2 separate regions of the Oryctolagus cuniculus genome follow, and region 1 is linked to region 2. A link is a contact called in public Hi-C data. All regions are on one chromosome and are shown on one strand. Each heading gives the region's core, a stretch centred on a gene start, on an enhancer-like site or on the middle of the called end of the contact. The rest is flanking DNA. Distances are from core to core; before and after follow the strand shown. Region 1 has its middle 35 kb from the start of FABP5. Region 2 overlaps ZNF704 (zinc finger protein 704).

Region 1 (3,054 bases), core at 138-2,637, 580 kb after region 2:
AATATTGTAATAAGCACAGTCTCCTGCCAAATGGAAGTTACACAGAAAACATTTTTGACATACGATGGCTCCAGCTCACCAGGAGGAACCCTGACTACTCAGAAGTTATTGTAGACGTGAAGAAAGGCTTTGGAAGATTAAGCTGAGTAGGCAGAGAAGGCGTGCTGTTTCCCAAACTATTCTTCGATATTAAATTGTTAATTTGATTTCTGTGTGTGTGTGTGTGTTGTCATTTCATTTTAAAAGTGAAATATGTGGGATGGGTGTTCAGCCTTGCAGTTGAGATGTCTGCATCCTAGTCCCATGTTGGTGAGCCTGAGTTTGACACTTGAACTTGACTCCTATTCCTGCTTCCTACTTCCTGCTAAGGCAGAGGCCCCCCAACCCCCTGGCCCATACCTTGCTCTCTCCCTCTCTCAGCTGCTCACATTTTTTAGAAAAGTGAAATACTCAGATTCAATGTATTTTACCATTGTATCTTTCTTCCACAAAGACTGATTCTTTGGTTCACACATTTAGTCACTTATCCATTTATTCCATTGTTTTACAGATATTCATGCACAGCTACTCTATGCCAGGCACTTCTAGCAGGTATTAGTTAACCCAGAGATTAACACAACACATTGTTAAAATGATTTCATAGCTTAATGAGGAAAGAACAAATAAACACTGCTGATGCCATGCAAAACAAAACTTACTTCAATAGAAATAAAGATGTTATGGTTTTGGGGACACAATGAGGGAATTAGTTCTGTTTGAGGTGACTAAGAAGGCTGCACAGAGGAGTTTATGTTTGAGTCTTAGACGACGGTAGGAATTTGATGGATGGATTTCAGGAGAATTCAACTACTAGTGAGTAATATATTCACGGGCACGAAGAGGGTCAGCAGCCATGGGGAAATTGAGAAACCCTTGTGGCGGAAGGAATGGCTTTCTTGGAAGACAAGAACAGGAAGTCATGCTGGAAAGAATGAGACTGGATGATGACCAGATGTTTCTGTATTCTAGACCAAAAAGTATATATTTTATATGAAAACCTCTCAGGATTTGTTGAAAGTTTTTAATTTTAATTTTTGTTTTTAGCAAGGGAATGACACCAAAATGACAACATTCAGTCATACAGGCTGATGTGTTTCCTATGCATTTTACATGGGAAGTTTTCATGACCACACTATGAGACTAGAGCTGTTTTCTTCAATAAGGTGGAAGAGGAAGGTGAGATTTGAAGAAGTTGAACCAGACCTACACACCTGAGCACTGTTGACTGCACAGCCCAAGCTGTCCACCACTATCATCTACTGACCCCAGAATAATATTTCAGGGAGTCTGCAAAGAGCTGGTTTTCAGTGGAGGGAGAGAGAGCAATCAGAGAGCCAGAGAAGCCATCGCCTGAGTATAGGGCACAGTGCTGAGGACCAGAAGCAGGGAGGACGGTGGCTGAGTGGTTATGGCAGTGACAGCTGCCAAGACATGGACAAACAGGAAATCACTGCAACTCTGGAAAAATAGGTGGATTCACCAAATAAACTAAAAATTTCCCCATGTGTGACACCAGGCCTTTAGTGACTGTCTATCAAAATATCCTTGAGGAAAGTTAGCCACCCTGATTGGTCCTTGATAGTGACATTCCTGCTAAAAATGTGGCATAATGTTTAACTATAAGATTGCTCTTGGTATACAGAAATGACGTTCAAGGAAAATTGCTTATTGTGCCGTCTCTGGCTAGACTCTGAGACACACAAAGATGGATAGGACTCTCTTCTCTCACAATGCTCCTAATCAAGAAGGGCCAATAAAGGGTTGGTGCTGTGGCACACCCTGGCCTGAAGTGCCGGCATCCCATATAGGTGCTGGTTCAAACCCCGGCTGCTCCACTTCCGATCCAGCTTTCTGCTATGGCCTGGGAAAGCAGTAGAAGATGGCTCAAGTCCTTGGGCCCCTGTACCCATGTGGGAGACTCAGAGGAAGCTCCTGGCTCCTGGCTTTGGATTGGCACAGCACCGGCAGTTGTAGCCAACTGGGGAGTGAACCATGGGATGGAAGACCTCTTTCTGTCTCTCTACCTCTTCTCTCTCTGTGTAATTTTGACTTTTAAATAAATAAATAAATCTTTTTTAAAAAAAGAAGGGCCAGCAAGGCCAGTAAAAATGGGCATGACACTGACAAGACACACCCTGCCTCCGAGGTCCTGGGCATCCTAACCGTGGGGAGGGTGAGTCCAACTGTGGTGCACGAGCAAAGACCTGGGTGGCTTTGCGGCAGAAGTTTGCATTTCAGCTGAACAAGAAGAGTTTTGAGGGGAGAGGGTGCTGGATTCACATAGGATGAAGATCACTGGGGAAGTTGAGGAGGGCAAGTGTGGGTGCTGTGGAGAAAAGCTGGGCATGATTCAGTGTGGTGGGAGCAGGAGACACTTCTACCTGGGGAACAGGATCCCGAGCAGGCAATTAAAATTACAGAGCAGGGCAAGATGACTGGCGCTGATTTTTTTTTGAAAAGTAACTTACAATGATAGTGAAAGTGAATTCTTTAGATGGAGGAGAATTTTTTTAATTGAGAATCATCAGGGTCATACATTATTCTGGATCTTCACATCTTAACCATCCATACAACCTTTTTTTTTTGTTGTTGCTTGTTTGTTCCATTTTTTAAAAATATTTTATTTGAAAGGCAGAATTACAGAGAGGCAGAGGAAGAGAGAAAAAGAGAGAGAGAGACAGAGACAGAGAGAGAGGTCTTCCATCACTGGTTCACTCCCCAAATGGCCGCACTGACTGGATCTGTGCCAATCCAAAGCCAGGAGCCAGGAGTTTCTTCCAGATCTCCCATGTGGGTACAGGGGCTCAAGGACTTGGGCCATCTTTCACTGCTTTCCCAGGCCATAGCAGAGAACTGGATCAGAAGTGGAGGCACCAGGACTCCGAACCAGCGCCTACATAGGATGTCAGCACTGCAGGCGGCGGCTTTATCTGCTACACCCCAGCACCGGCCCCCATCCATAGAACCTTGATGGTGGGCTGCTGGCACAGTGTAGTTATCCAGGAAGTATTTATG
Region 2 (3,105 bases), core at 17-2,516:
CAACTCCTCAAGGCCACTGCCAGTGGGAAGGAGAGGGGGCTACATCCGTGTCCTCTTCTTTGGGCAAAAAAGTCAGCCCTTCCTTACGTGGACCCACTCGGGGAACACCTGTACCCCTGCAACCCAGGCGGTGCGGCACTGAGAGACGCAGGGAGGGAAGGTGTTGGATCGAAACCCTCGCTTTGTTCTCTTTGAACAAATTGGGGGAAGAAAAAAAGATTGCGTTGTGGTCCTCAGGGCTCTGCCTTGGAATTCTGCTTGTGAATTAGTCATTCATAACGAAGCTTTCGATACAACACCCAAAAACCATCCCAATAACAGCCTCATATTTACATGGTGCTGTTAAAAATAATGTCAAAATGTTTCCGAGATGCAGGGAAATCAGAAATGCTTTTGAAAACTGCAGTGACCACAATAATTGCAAAGCAGCGGGAGAGAAGATAGGGAATAGGAGCCTTAGGTCCAGGAGGCTCTGGGTTGGAAGGCGGCTCAGGTCCTGCCTCCTTCCATGGTAGGCACGAGGTAAGTGCCCGCTCAGCTTCCTCCTGACAAGATGGGAACAGAACACTTCCCCTACAAGACAGCAGCGAGAATTAAACAAAGGCACAACCTGTTACTTTATTAAGTCAGTTAATCAGATCTCCCTTCCCACTTGTATTTAGTAAGTATGTGCTCTGCGCTGTGTATGCACTTCTGTTTACATGTCAGTTTCACGTATGTTTCACATTCCCTTCCATTAACTTAACTGAAGCCTATGTTTCCTCCCCAGCCTCCAGGGCTGGTTGAAACAGGAAAAGAGAAAAGACATTAACTACATTTCGCATATGAAAAAAAAATAAGTCCCACAGAGAGAGTGAGTTAATTACCCAGCCAAGCCGGAAGTGCTATTTTTTTTTACCTTTCACATTCTGCTAAGTCCTAGATTAGCCGCGTGTAGCCAGAGGATGGGGCATGTCAACTTTGAGGGAACCTGTTCATGTTTTAGTCACTTGTATTTGTCCTCATTCACGACCCTGCGTTCCCAAACTGGGGCAGCACTCAGCGCTCGCGTCCATCACAAGGGGGCGTGGGTGGGCAGTCGCCCCCCAGGAGGAGCCCGGGGTCCGGGGCTCGGCCATGCGAGCGCGGGCGCGGCTGAAACAGAAGACGCGGCGCCCCGACACCAACCTTTCTCTTCCTGGGGATGGGCTCGTCGAAGAGCAGGTTGCCGGCCTCCGCCTCGTCGATGCCGTCGTCCGGAGGCGGCGCGGGGCTGCGGAAGGGCTTGAAGCTGTCAGCCGAGAGCGGCGGCGATGGCGTGGACGGGTTGGACTGGTCGCTGGGGGCGCTCCAGCTCCAGTAGCCGCTGCTGCTGCTGCTGGAGGGCACGCCGCCGCCCTCTTTCCAGGATCCGCTCAGGCCCTCTGCGCGGGACACAGACACAGCGTCAGCGGGCGGGGGGCAGGGGCACCTGCAGCCTCCGCATCCCACTCAGCCTCTGGGAATGCAAGTGGTATTCTAGTTCTACATGGCCTCCCAAGGCACCCTGCAGCGGATGAACGTTTAGATATCCTAGCCAGAGGGTACATCTTCTGATGGGGGCTGCACTGAGATCACTTGTTCCTTGGCATGATAATGAAAAACAAAAAACCAAAAATCAAAACACATAGACGGTCTCGCTCACTCAGTTTGAGGAGCTCTGAATTTATGGACTGCAGCTTTTCTAAGTCAGGGGTATTATTTGCAGTGTTGTTCCAAATTGTTCATATAGTCACTCTCATGCCAATTTCAACTTTTTTTTTTTTTTAAGGGTTTCACATAGGACTGTGAGTGATTCTTGGGATACATTTATAGGAAGTTCCCTTAAGATTTAAAAATGTAAGAGAAATAATTTCCAGATGGCTATCAGAGGCCATTGGCCATGCTGCTGATCAGAACAAATACCCACAACAATACTGTACCTTTAATGAGGGTTTTACACCTTACAAAGCTCATTCGTACACTCTCTAGCATTTTGACAGGCTCTGCCTCTCAGAGTAAAGGTGAGTATTCCCATTTTACAGATGTGGACACTGAGGCAGCGCCTAGTAATTAACCCAGGTCTGTTACAGGTCCTTTTCCCGTAGTGCCCCTGGGCCCTTGGAGGTGAGCATCCTATATCCTCATGGCCACAGGGGATGGGGTATGCATTTCCCACATTAAGTACTGACTGGGGTTGCATTTCACCTTTCCTGTTGGGGTGGAAAACACTGTGCATTGTTTGCTAATGGGGGAGGGACTTCTGCCCAGTTAGAATGTCTTTGGGGGACTTTAGGAATCACTGGAAATTTGCTTTACCTTTCAAGATGCAGAATCTTAATTAGCATTTGCATAAATTCTACTTTCTCATTGGATAATTTTTCCTCCATAATCGTGTACATTTTTATTGTATTAAATGTATTGAATGCATTAAATGAATGTATAAAAACTACAAGGAAGAAAAAAAGCCCCCAAATGCCCTATTAAAAAAATACTGTACTCAGTAATGAAGTAAAGACAAATGGTAGGCTAGAATTCATGGAGAAATGTCTTTTCTATTTTTTAAAAAATGGTTATTTATTTATTTGAAAGGCAGAGCGAGAGAGCGAGAGAAATCTCATAGCAACTGGGAAGAACCAGGCAGATAACACAGTCTGGGTTTCCTAAGTGGGTAGCAGGGACCCACGTACTCCCACCATCACTTGCGGTCTCATAGGGTGTCCATTAGCACCTGGAATTGGAAGTGGAGCCGGGATTTGAACCTAAGCACACTGGTGTGGGATCTGGCCATCACAAGCGGCATCTTGATTGCTATGCCAGTGCCAGGTCTCGTGAAGAAAGTTCTTTCCTCCTCTTTTTTTTTTTTTCCAGGTTTATTTATTTATTTGAAAGTTAGAGTTATATAGAAAGAGAGACAGAGAGAGATCTTCCATGTGCTGGTTCACCCGCCATATGGCTGCAGTAGCCTGGGTTGGGTCAGGCTAAAGCCAGGAGCCAGGAAATTCATCCAAGTCTCCCATGTGCAGGGGCCAAACACTTAGGCCATCTGCTGCTTTTCCCAGGTCATTAGCAGTGAGCTGGATCAGAAGTGGAGCAGCCAGGGCTCGA

What was found. A called contact is a pair of places that touch in the nucleus more often than the background predicts.
Region 1: a contact with region 2 is called in a Hi-C map of skin fibroblasts, with 1.9 times the contacts expected there. The contact joins two enhancer-like sites. A contact is called at or near these places in 2 of 6 Hi-C or Micro-C datasets (skin fibroblasts and an unstated tissue).

The regions. Positions count from the first base shown.
Region 1 is chr6:106,780,969-106,784,022 of mOryCun1.1, forward strand. No RefSeq gene overlaps it. Among named protein-coding and RNA genes, the nearest start is that of FABP5, 35 kb to the right of the region's middle. Within about 2 kb of position 1,388, at least 1 of the 8 cell types and tissues checked has an H3K27ac peak or open chromatin away from gene starts, as enhancers often do.
Region 2 is chr6:106,196,230-106,199,334 of mOryCun1.1, forward strand. It overlaps ZNF704 (zinc finger protein 704), which reads right to left. Exons shown (of 9, transcript XM_002710562.5): 4 at 1,168-1,403. Among named protein-coding and RNA genes, the nearest start is that of ZNF704, 190 kb to the right of the region's middle. Within about 2 kb of position 1,267, at least 5 of the 8 cell types and tissues checked have an H3K27ac peak or open chromatin away from gene starts, as enhancers often do.